Linked DNA regions of Sus scrofa: region 1 is linked to region 2. A link is a contact called in public HiChIP or PLAC-seq data. All regions are on one chromosome and are shown on one strand. The core of a region is the stretch at or near the end of the contact, and the rest is flanking DNA. Distances in the headings are between cores, read along the strand shown. Region 1 holds the start of KLF7 (Kruppel like factor 7). Region 2 overlaps KLF7 (Kruppel like factor 7).

What was found. HiChIP or PLAC-seq counts read pairs in DNA pulled down with a chosen protein or histone mark.
Region 1: a contact with region 2 is called in an H3K27ac HiChIP or PLAC-seq map of skeletal muscle. The contact joins the promoter of KLF7 here to the enhancer-like site in region 2. A contact is called at or near these places in 6 of 47 Hi-C or Micro-C datasets (brain, embryonic fibroblasts, heart right ventricle and 3 more) and 2 of 2 datasets of contacts at active chromatin or transcription factors (alveolar macrophages and skeletal muscle).

The regions. Positions count from the first base shown.
Region 1 is chr15:110,375,257-110,381,473 of Sscrofa11.1, reverse strand. KLF7 (Kruppel like factor 7) reads left to right here and starts at 2,372. Exons shown (of 4, transcript NM_001097487.1): 1 at 2,372-2,667. The coding sequence starts at 2,566.
Region 2 is chr15:110,317,382-110,323,943 of Sscrofa11.1, reverse strand. The region is part of intron 2 of KLF7 (Kruppel like factor 7); the gene reads left to right. Among named protein-coding and RNA genes, the nearest start is that of KLF7, 58 kb to the left of the region's middle. Within about 2 kb of position 5,208, at least 8 of the 83 cell types and tissues checked have an H3K27ac peak or open chromatin away from gene starts, as enhancers often do. A contact at or near this core is called in alveolar macrophages, brain and skeletal muscle, where this site is marked.

The sequences.
Region 1 (6,217 bases), core at 1,123-3,622, 60 kb before region 2:
AGAACTTAGCTAATAGTACCAAATACTATGCTAGGTGAGTTACAAACATTATTTTATAACATTTTGATTGTTCATAATAACCAGGCAAGGCAGATACCACTATTCCTGTTTCTGAGATGCACAGCCCAGAGGGTTTGAGCCAGTAATTTTCTTAAAGTCTCATGGCTAGGAAGTGGCAGTAGGGATGACCATAAGGAGCAAGTTAACACATTCATTGGGATGTGATGGCTCTAAGTGCTTTTCTACCTCTGGGAAAGGCCCAGGCAGTCTTCTCATATACTGGCAGTTATATGTGTGCTATCGTAATACCACCTTATTCATGTAGGACTTTTAACCTTTTTATACCATTTATCCCCTGGCACCATGAATATGTATGTATAATACTAAATGCACCAAGATCTGTGTAGTCCATGCACATACATTTACAGTAAATTCACAATTATACAGGTAGATCTGACCAACAGAATCCCAGACATCAGAAAGTAAATAAACTAGATTGTCCTCAACTCAATAATTCCTGTTTAATTTCCCCTGACAAATACTGAATTTCAAATGGTGTTTGTTCTATAAAACAGAATCTTTCAAATATTGAGATATGGAGTTCCACATAGTAAGAAGGCGAGACAGCTGAGAAGGGTGATTAAGGTGGATATGTTTCTTCCACTGCAGGGTGAATTAAGTTTCTCATCTCTGAAGAAATACCAAATTCTGCAATCATTCCAGAAGTGGAAGTTCAGCTCTCAGTGCATTTTGGGGAAGCTTGAACGACTAACCACTTAAGGTCAAGCAAACAACTGTTCAACCCCAACAACGTGCGTAGTGCAAGGGTTTCACCTAAGAGACAACAGGGTCTCTATAGATAAAACTCTATATGATAGCTTCAGAAAGTAATTCGGTTCCTCTCCTCTCACCACCGCACTTTGGGCAGGTAGACATCCTCTCTCCAAGCCACATGGGGAGCCTTGCCTTTAACACCAGAGCAAGTTGCCAGCTCCAGCCTGCACCCCACGTCCACCCAGCTTCCCTCTATTGTCTTTAACACACTCCAGTAAAGTGTCCCCTTCCAGTCAGCGCTAACTGGGGGTCTGACCCCGGCTGCATTCCCCCTTCACGGGGTCAGAAGGCAGGACAGGCTGGGGGGCGGGGGGCGCACCGCGGCGCCAAGGGGCGTGGGGGGCGGGGACTGCGTGCGGGCGCGGGGCGGGCACAGGCTGCTCTCTGCGCTCCGCTCCCCTTTGTTCTGCTCCATTGTGAGCGGCACTTTCTCCTCTGGCGCTTCTTCTCTGCACCCTGGCAGCCTGTGGGGAATTCGTGAAGGGGCTTTTGGTGACTTTTTCTTTCCCGCCCCCCACGCCGGTTTATCTTTTAGGAAGTGAGGAAGTCCTTTGCGCTGCCCCTCCCTCGCGGTTCCCCGCCCCCGGGCCTAGGAGGTAGGTGGAGTGGGAAGTGGCCGGCCCTCCTCCCCACGCTGGCTTCTCAGTCCCCCGCCCCGCTCCTCCTCCAGGAGGCATCTTAACCCAGCGTTCTGGACTTTCACCTCCTGACCGGCCGCGTCCACGCCAGAACGGCAACATGCGACCCTTTCCCTTCTCAGGGGAACCGGCTCCGAACGCCCTGGCTCCGCTAGGCACCAAAGCGAGGGTCGGAGGCCGGCGTGCAGCCCGATCCCGGCCGCCTCGGCGTCCCCGGAGCCAGCGCAAGTGTCGCCGCGACCCTCCCCGTCCCTCGCGCTCGTGTTACCCGGCAGCCCGGCGGCAGCCTCAGCCCCCTTATATAGCCCTCTAAAAATAGCTCGCCTCGCACCGCCTTGTAAGGCAGCAGGGAGATCCGCAGCGCGCCAATCCAAGCCCGTCGCCAGGACCAAGCCCCGCCCCAGGCCTCGCTTCGTGCTCCCCATTGGTCTTCAGTGACTTCATGAGCCCCCTGTTTACCTTACATGGTCACACGCGGCCTAATGGACGCCCTCCTCCGAGATCCCACGGCTGCGCGGAGAGCCGGGCGGAGGGAGGGAGTTTGGGGAGGGGGAAGAGCAGGAGGAGGAGAAAAGGAGGGGGGGAAGACTACAAACTAGCAAGGATGGGGTGGGGGGTGGGGAGGAAGGAAAGGGGGGGAGAGAAGCGATCGCGAGAAAAAAAAAATGCAACCTCCCAAAATAAAGAGCAAAGATTGCATTAGGAGCGAACAGCGCTGCAGAAATAGATGGCAGCTTCGTGTCAGTGAGTTTGCATCCCCCTTCCTGATCCACGAGCTGGAGTGATTAGAGCCCTGGAAGGGAATTGTTACTCCCGTGGAGAAGTCCCCTTTTCCTGGCAGCCGTCTGCACTGTACACGCTGGATGCCTCTTTCCATCCGCCCCACTCAGTCTCTCCTTTCTCACCTCCTCTCTCCCTCTCTCCTGCATTGATTTTTTTTTTTTTTCCTTTTTAGTTGACTGAAACAAAACAAAACAAAAGGGCCACTGGATGTCTGCCTTCTTGGGGGGTGAGCCAGACAGACTGACAAACAAACAGACCCAACTGTGTTCGGGGGAGGGTTTCTCCTCCCGTTTTGCCCGGCAGCAGCAGCATGGACGTGTTGGCTAGTTATAGTATATTCCAGGAGCTACAACTTGTCCACGACACCGGCTACTTCTCAGCTTTGCCATCCCTGGAGGAGACCTGGCAGCAGGTGAATGATTTAAATTACTTGTGTAAATCGTGTGGCGGCGGCGGAGGCGCAGGGGCTGCGTTGGTGTGGGCTTGGGGTTGAATTTTGTGTTGTTGTTGTTTATTTTTTTCCCCCTTTTTGGCTGTTTGTTATTTAAAATGTTTTCGGAAACAGTCATCTGCTTACCTCTCCACCCACCCCCTAACCCCTTAGTGTGCCGAGCTGAGCAGCCGGTCTGAGCTGCCTGCGTTTCAGTCGCCAACACGCATCCTTGCGCACACGTTGTCGAGCTCAGTGTCCCCCAGCAGAGACCTCCCTAACTTCTGGGGTTCGGAGGAGAGGGTTGGGAAGGTGGTTTGGGTTACAAGTCGTCGGTGACAGGTACCGCTTCCCTATATGCAGGAGCTCTACCTACTTGAATCTTGAACCTTAAATCAGGTTCATCTCTTTCAACTGTGCTAACGACCGTCAGGTGGAGGGGAGGCGGTAGGAGCAAAGCGGAGTGTTTTCCCAGTAATTAGGGAGTATCTGTAAAGAATAGAAACTTGATTTTGAGATTAGAAGGTGGGCAGAAAGAAGAGGAGCCCAGTGATAAGAGATACTTGAGGATATTTCCGAGGAGGACTGGAAGATGTTATCTGTCTAATGCTGAACGTGCATTGTAGGTCTTTCCAGTGCAACGTCTTCAGAAAGAGAACACCTTCTCTATGTGTGTCCTTGCTTCTCTTTTTTTGGAGGGGTCCCTCTCCACTTGGCACAACCTCTGACAAAGGGTGATGTGTACTTCCATGCCTCTGACTTTGTCTTAGAGGACTAGTTAAGAAACTCCTAAGATGCTGAAGGGCACTGATGCCAAGTTGGCTGGGTGTCCCAGTAAGGGGGAAGTGGGGCTGGTGACAAGTTCCCTGGGCTTTGTGAAGTGGAATAAAGAAAGTGCTGGTCAGTGGAAAGTGCTAGATCTGCTGCGGAAATGGTGGTTTTCTCAGTAAGGATTAGGAGCTGCTGAGGGGACATTAAATGCAGGAAAGATGGTGGATGGGGGAGTGGAGGAACACGAGTAGTCTTTCAAAATTCTGCAGTGTGCATCATGGAAAGTCCAAGAAGACGGTTTGAATTTGCACATTGGAAGTGCGAACCTGCATGGTCCGCCTTGGAAAAACGTGCTTGCCCTTGAGGAGGGGCTGCAAGAAGCTTGGTGTGTGGCTGCTCGTGTAACTTCTCCGCTCCGTGACAGCAGCTTGTTAAGGCTAATGAACGGCTGAATTTCCTCTGCCAGTATCCAAAGCGGGATTTGCCAGCTTGAGCCTAGGATGTAACAGTAGCTGCTTTAGGGAGAGAGGTTTGGCTTTTGGTGTAAGGAGCCAATCCTCTCTCTGTACCATTGTTACTAGTTGCTATTCTCCCTTCTGATCTGAGGCTATGAGTTTCTCCAGGTACTGGCCTCCGGTGTCTCTGCGTCCACACATGCATTCCTGCCCAAGGATGCTGGCTGATGGATTTGACCATCTCCCTCTAAATGCACACACAGCTCAAGCGTTTTTAACATAAGGCATTTCTTCAGTGTATCCTTTCCCTCATCCTTAAGGAGACTATCTCACCAAGGGTCTCACTAGAGCTTTTTCGTTCTTTTATTTCACATGCTAATTAAACCAAAAGGTGGCCAGAATTTCATTTTCTGAAATAGTCTTCATTTCACACTGTCAGCCCACTGGTGTCGAATCCGTTTCCTATTAACAACTGTCTAGACAGGTTAGGGAAGAGAATCTGTTGATTTAGTCAGCCTGCCCAAGGCAGCCCTTGTTTGTGACCAACTGTTAAGCAGTGTTGGAGGGAAGAAAGTTGGCTTTATTTGTTACAACGTTCCCTCCTGATGAATCACCCAACTTTGTTTTGGTTCAAGTTTTCACAGTAGTAAAGCCTGCTTTGGGGAAGGCCTCTCCAGACAAAACCTGCTTTTCTAGATCTGGTTAGACCATCCATGAGAAAGTCTAGATCTGTAAAGAAGCATCACTCTTTTGCTAATTAGAGGATGTATTAGATCTATTGTTTCCTCAGAAGCCTTCTCTGCTTTTCTCTTCCTCCCCTCTTCATCTCACCCCCTTCAAGGAACCTTTAGCTTAGTTTCTGTCTGTAGGCAAAGGACTTTTCACTCTCCCTGCACTTCCCTCCTTCTTTCTTGCCTGAATCCTTTCCAACTGCCAGCTACCCTCACCTTAAAACCCTTTGCCAAGCTCTTTCAGAGGCAGGCCCCTGTTTCCTGCTGAAACAGAACTTGTGAGGACACAGCCCTAAATGAGATATCACTCCAAGGAACCTTCTTCTCTGGACTCTGTAGTCACAAATGCTTTCTGTAAAGGTGACTAGGGCTTTTAAGTTCATGTCGATGACATAACCTCCAACCTCTATCTCTTCCTTCCTCCCTCTCCCTGCCCCCTTCCCTCTTCTGAGTAAAGGAGAGGAGTGTGGTTATATGCAGTCGTTGGTTCCAAATCAGCCATCAGATGGTGAAATTTTAAGGCTACTCTGCTCAGATCGGCTCAAGAAGGTTGCTGCAAAGAACCCCAGGCAGGAGGAAGTTTCCTCATGCTCTGGGGTAATCAGATTTTAGAGGTCAAATGAGGAGCAATCATTGGATGTACTTCTGAAAGTGAACAGTGTACCTTGAGGAGATGAGCGAAATACAGAGATTCCAATAATCTGATTTGGTTCGTAAGAAAGAGTGGCTTGGATGATAAATCCAAGAACATCTGTGCATTTGAAAATTGAGGATGGACTATTTGAAGATTTTACTTTACACTTTCATCTGAGATAATTGTCTTGCTTAATAGTCAGCGAGCTTGTCATGGCCCTCCTTCTCAGGGGTCATCATTTTGACATTGGAATTTCAGGCGATAATGTCTTAGGCACATACAGCTCCAACTCTGAACATCATTGCCGGTGTAATTTTAAAATCCAGATGGACATCCTGCATTAACAGCTCTCCATTCCTGGGCTCTGACTGCATACTTAAGCACTTGGCCCAAGTAACATCATCCTGCCTGTCATATAACTGTAAATTACACTGTGCTTATGTGGTCTATTATTTTATGGAATTCAGCTGACGCACAACTCTGAAGGCTACCAGCCTTAGGCTCTTTGAAAACTTGCAGGAAAATTTCCAAGAGCTGTATGAGCAAAAGTGGGAAAAAGTCAAGGGTAGGACGGAAGCTATAGTAGCATATAGGGTACCACTTGATGATGGCTAAAGGGGGACCTGTTCACGAATTTTGTTGCCATTAGAAATCATTTTTCTGGACCCTCTGCTGACTTGGAAAATAAAAGATTTGGTACAATACTGTTGGTTGTTTTTTCTTTGGGAAGCTACAAAGACTTTTAGAATTTGCATACACTTTTTATCCCTAGGCTACTGTTTCATGATTTCCAGTCAAGTAATGATATTTTAAGTCTTATTTGCACTTAGCTTTGCTTCATGCCATTGAGAAGCATGGTATGTTTACTTGAAAACTCTTATGGAATTATGCTTGTTGGTAATGCTGATTCATAATTGGCAGATGGGGTCAGCTTCAGGCCT
Region 2 (6,562 bases), core at 3,959-6,458:
AATGGTATTGGAAGGAAGGCTGAGTGTGAACTTCAAAACAAAAACAAAAACTGTTCTCTTTAATAAATAGACTATGTATAGAAGCTGTTTCTCTTATAACAATGTTAATAACATGATCATCATGGTTATCTGGGATATATTATACTGGGAGGTTGGAGGAAAGTTAAACAGAGCCTCTTAAACAGAGTTCAGGCTAAGATAATATTGTACGAATTAATTGGTGGTAGGCAGTACTTTCCTTGTGTCTCCTGAAGTTGAAACAATAATAGAGTAATTCTGTGTGAATCAGGAAACAAAGGGGAGTTTAAGAAAGTCATGTGTAATGAAACAAAACCCTTTTTTAAAAAAACTTTAGAATAATCTTTTTCAAAACATTAGTTAACAGATAAGGACAGATGAGAAACTATTTTTAAAATGATGTGTCTTTCTTTGAAAAATACCTAGTTTGAATTTAGTAGAAATTATAGTTGAGACCTTAAAAATAGATCATGAAGAAAGATACTTTTCCTATAAGGAAGTTAATTCTGATAAGCAAATGGAACTCTGGGGATCCAGCCTATCATGGAAGTATAAGAGGACTCAAAGTCGGGCTGCTCAGGTACCAAACGGAGAAACCAGGCAGTTTCAATTTGTCCACACCCTAATGGAGGAGAACTGAATGGTCTGGAACAAACCTCTATTTCCTAAAAAAACCTCAGTTCCTTCCTTCATCATGACCCACCAAAGAATTTTATATCTGATGCCTTCCTGTCCTGAGACATTTCCTGCCTTCTTTGCCTTTCTTTCCCCTCCTTTACATCAGAAAGGATCTGGTAGCAATACACTACTGATTTGTGGATTACATATCCATCAGCCAGTGCAAAACAGTTATGGAATTTCAGGAATCTGCAGGCAAGTAGGAAGACAAGATGGGGGTGGCGTTTTGGGACCTGGAGCATTCCCCACATCCCATTCTTTCCTCCTCCCCTGCTACTGGGTTTTCTACATTTTCTAAGAGTAACCTGTTTTCAGCCATTTTAAAAAATAATGTAATGACAGGACAGTTATTAAGCTAAATGTCAGTAGAAGCAAAACCATTCATAATAGTCCAAAGTTAGTGACTTTTTAATGTGCTGGCTATCTGGCCAACCAATGACAGTCACTCCCCATTCTTGTTCCTGCAGTGTCCCCATATTTGGTCACCAGTATGAGGACCTGACTCACTTATATAAAGGAGGCCAACCCATTTAACTGATTTCAAGAGTATCTGCAGAGAGAATAAGCTTTCTACAGTCTATCCTATATATCTATCTGTTCACCTTTCTTCCTCCTTTTTCATCTGTGGCTATTGAGGTAGGTGAGTTGGTGACTGACCAGGGATTGGACCCTATATGTTCTTAAGGGTGGATGACCAGAGCAACCCATAGCGAGTTCCCTATGGAACCTAAGTCCAGCTTTGTCTTAAACAAGGCCTCCTTGGCAGATTTTCTTCCTTTTCGGACCCTGCATCTTTTTCTTTCTTCCCTTCAAAAGTTATCTGCATTGATTAGACTCCTTTTATTTTGTTTGCAAGATAAAATGCATTTATAACTTAAAAGTTATTTTATATGATAAATCATCTGGTATTAGCAGACACACTTTAGGCTTCTTTTGTCGTTTCTGCCTTCAGAATGTATCCTCTCTCCATGACATTAAATTGATGTTTAATTTATGGAATTCAGTAAAGTGAAACAGTATTATGCATACTGTTTCCAAGCAAACAGTGTAAAATTTTTAAAAATCCCAAATTTGTTAGGATAGAATAGTTTCAGCCTTTTCAGTAGCTGTGCTAAAGTTAAGAAAAGCCATCAGTCTTTTTGTTGTGGGCAGGAAGCCAGAAGCCATCCTGGATTGAGAAAGTCCTTTTCCTTCGTGAAAGAGTATTGCCCAGTGAAGTGTGTTAAGATGTCTCATGTCTTCTTCTGGGGCCCTTGCTGTTTTCATAGGAGGGAAATTTTGTAGGAAGGACTATATATTGTTCCAATATTGAAGCCACTGTTTAATGAGAGCAGTTCTAGGGGTCTCATGGATGCTGAATTGTAGAATTAATATAATCTGTGCCCTGATGACGAGAACTCAGGAAAAAAGGCTGACACCAGTACATATTCGGGTATACAAGGGAGCAATATGAAGTAGGAATTATTTCAGAATAACTGTAGTGGTCATGTTTAAATGTTTTCTATCCTCATTTTGTATGTTCATGTGGTTTAATATCACCTCCTGGGGGTTAAGGATCCAGCGTTGCCGTGGCTGCGGCGTAGGTCACAGATGCAGCTCGGATCTAGCATTGCTGCAGCTATGGCATAGGCTGGCGGCTACAGCACAGATTCGACCCTTAGCCTGGGAACCTCCATATGCCGTGGGTGCCACCCTAAAAAGACAAAAAGACAAAAAAAAAAAAAATCACTCACTGGAATTCATTACTGTGATTATGAACTTACATGGTGTTTGAATCCCCTTACTGCTGTGTACACACTCTTCACTTGTACTCAGCTTCTCTTGTAGGAGGGAAATAATGATTCCTCATATTGAATTCTCAATTGGTCATGAGCCTGTTGAAACTAGTATCGGTATTTTAAAAAGAGCAACAAAAGATACATCTCCCTTCTCTGATATAGGTAATAAGACATTTTATGTTCCTAGTGTTCAGGAGAGAGTATCAGAAAATCAATATGAATAAATTCAAGTACACAGAGGATTCAACCTATTTGAAAATGTAGTGTATGGCAGAATGACGGTATGCATTATTAAATATTTTTTACTTCCCTCACATGTAAATATTAGCATGAAGAAAAGGTACCATAGGCTCCTTACAAATTTAGTCAGAAGGCGATTTGCTGGCTTTTTTGTGTTTTTTTTTTTTTTTCTTCATTCTTTGTTGTTGTTGTTTAGTGTCTCAAGGCTTATAGCTAATCTGAATTTGAAACTAAATACTGTCATTACAGAAGATTTTTTTTCTGAGTTCTTCCAATTTCTCTGGGGACAAAATAATGGCTGCTTGAAGCAGTGGAGAAACAGTAATTAGGGCAAATAGTAATACTGTGCATGATTGAAGAAAATGTGAGGAAGGGAGGGAGAAAATGCAACAGACAGACTTGTACAGCCTGTTACTAGGAAACCACATCAGCATTAAATACAGTGTGCTAATTGGCTATCCTGTTTCTGCCTGGGTACCAGCCTGGGCCTGCTACACAGCTGTTTCTGCTCTTTCTGGTTGCTAGGTAACTGCATCAATTTTTTTTTCCCCCTCTTTGTATTCTGGAGGCTAATTGGCTACTTCTGCTCCTGGTGTTGCTGCTGGGTACCAGTCTGGGCCTGCTGCTCTGCTGTTTTCCAAAGGGATTTAATGGGGGGAGGGGAGGAAAAAGGGAAAGGAAGATATGCCGGCAATTAATGGAGCGTAAGTGCAAATTCTACACAATGTCTGGCACCTGCGTCCCCTCAGCCTGCTTTCTCAACTAAATCCTTTAGCTATGAAAACACATTAGAATCTTCAAGTCTTTCTTCTCCCTGCTTACCTTTTGAATATAGTTTAAAAGAAACAAGATATTTGAAGGCATTACTTCAATGATGGATTTGATCTTCTTAAGAAAGAACTGGCAAATTATTACACATCTGTAGCTGATATGGACACTAATAGAATTTGTGCAGACATTAAAATTTCTAACTTAATAACAAAGCAGCATCTTTAACATCTTAAGGAGAATGCCATTTTATCTCTCAAATGGACCAAATTCTCTTGTAGCCATTCTTCTTGATACCATACAGAGTATAAAGAAATCAAATGGACTTAAAAGCAATTATGAGATTTTCCCAGCTGTTTTATTCATTAAGAAGAAGTAAAGGGAAGCATCTAGACCGTTGAATTTCCATTATGGATTTCATTCCTCGGATGTGTGTAGCACATGTCCTAAGTACTTTTTTGGTGATACCATCGCATTTTTACATAGAAATAAGCATCTGATTTTTTGCTTGCACATCTGATTTTTCTTTCCTTATAGCAAACAAGAAAATGGAGTACAACATAAACCTAAAACCAGTTTTTGTGATTTTTTTTAAAGCATAATTACTTTCCATATTATTCTATTTCCTAAGTAGAGGTTTCCATTTCATCATTATTGAAATTCTTCCTGGAAGTGTGGGGAGGAAGATTCTTCAGAAATGAACTGATGCTTCAAGGAGTTTGCACTTGAAATGGTTGAGAAAGTGTATGTAAATTGAGGCCCCTGGAAGAGCCAACTTCATCCCCCTGGGAAAAAAGCCTGTTTTATTGAGAAAAACTAAGAGCATGTTGTGTGACTGTGCACAGAAATAGTTAGCAAAGGCAACTCTTACTTGATGCTAATGGCTGGTAGTGGTTTCCCATACTAATGAGATCTGTCCTCCTCGATCGAAAGTAAAACAGGAGAAGCTCTCTTCTGAGCCACAGCCCTGCCAGTAGTAAGGAGATCAGATCAAGCCCTATGGAATCATTGCTGCTTCAAGTATCCTTAAAATAGGTAGAAGGCTTCAAACCAGGCTAGGATGATGGAATGAAGAATGCAGTATTCCACAGATCTTAAGGAAACCAGCTAGCCATTAGTAGTGATTGAACTCCAGATGAAAACCTCGTTATCAGAGGATAACTACAGAGCAGGTATGCATAGATATTATTTCTCTGTCTAATAAAAGGACCCGTTGTTAATCTTTTTGAAATATCATGGGTCAACTGAGTACCATGCTGTCAACTGAAGCAGGATATGGAGCACAAACCCAAGGAAATCCCAGCTGTTTTTGTCCATTGCTCCTCACTCATCGATTGGATGTGGTTACGTAGCTTCATTTTGATTCTGATGAGACCTGAGAAGCCCAAGGCACGGGTCTTGGAAGGCGGAAGCTGTCACGGTTTGCCCCAGCCGTAAACAAACACCAGTACCCACTTTCCTAGCTTCCCGCATTCCTGCTCTTCAGGTGGGCAGATTTTTATTCTTTGTATGTGTCCACCTTTAAAGCAATGGTGAGAGTGTCAGCATGCTCTGGGGGCTAAGGAAAGGAGGTGTTTCACGAAGCTGCTTCAAACGTTCAATTCTCTTCAGGCACAAAAGGCCTGCTTTGCTAATTCTCATCTGCACACAACATTGCTACTGCTTGTGTGAGGTCCATCCACTGACAAACCTGGAAAAGAGAAGTCTGGCGGCTGCCAGGAGCCTAGCAGGACTGCTGCTAACCCATGGCATGCCTTTGTGCAAATGAAAAAAACCACTCCCCTTCCTTAGGGGCAGAGGCAGCCGTGTGCTTGAGAGGCAGGGCTGGATTCGGCCCCCTCAGCCCTTCAGCTGGACACCCTGTGCTCACAACCTCACGTGGCCGCCTGCACCCCAGGGGAGCTGATCTGCTCAGCGGGCCTTGCCTGACCCTTCAAGAACTTGAGAAGCTAATGAGGTCTGGCAGGAACATGAAAGTCGTGTGACTGTTCCAGGGAGGCGTTGGGACCTCCTTTCGATGGCTAAAGAGGCCAGCCATTGTGTGTGAGAGCAAACCTTTTAGCCCAGCTCTTTGCACATGTGACATCATTAGGTGCCTAATGCAGTGGTTCCCAACCTGGGCCCATTTTCTCCCTCGGGGGACCTTTGGCGATGTCTGGAGATATTTTGGGTTGTCGCCTTTTGGAGGAGGGGTTGCTACTGGCATCTGGCAAGTGGAGGGCAGGGATACTGGCAAACATGCTACAGTACACAGGGCAGCCTCCACAGCCGAGAACCATCCAGCCCCAAATGGCCAGGATTGAGAAAGCCTGGCCTAACGCAACCCAAGCCATCTTTCATTTCATCTCTTTGGGTTACTCTTGCACCACTTGCCAAATGTTTCCTCATCCTTTTAAGACTACTGACCAAGTGCTGCCTTCCCTTTTGTGCTCTTTGAAAAATTGACTAAGTATCACTATTGTATAATTTATTTTTTCTGTCTGGTAGACAATTTGCTGTACCCACCCCCACCCCCAGCTCCCTTTGCTTTCTAGAATTAACATTCATGCTTATAGCTCCTCTCAAATGACATCCCCTCCCCTCTTGCTGTAGGCTCCTGACCTGTAATAATTTGCGATTTCGCTGAGGCAGGGATTTAAATCGCATGGGCCGCCAGGCTGATAGGTGGGAGAGAGGCTTTTAGCCAGGAAATGGGTCTAGCTGACCAGGCACTAACGATCATTTTCTACCTGTCCTCTCACGTACAGCAGCCTCGCCAAATTATAACAATGGTTTTCTTATTATCAAACAGAAGGTTGACTGTTAGGGCACAAATAAGTTTGGGAATAAGTGTTTTCAGTCGGAAAATAGAACTTGCATGTGGAAACCTGTATTGCACTAGTATGTGCTTCCTCAGTCCGTTTCCTCATTCATGGTCAGGTTCTCACCAGCACCTGGAGGAGAGTACCCTGATGCATTTTGAGTTCTCAGGGAGGAAGGTGCTACCTCAGGTAAAAAGATTTTAAGTGGCATTATCTGCCAGACACGTACTTTCTGCTTGCATTTTGTCAGGAGATGTGAATTATGCATTGGCCCTTTCA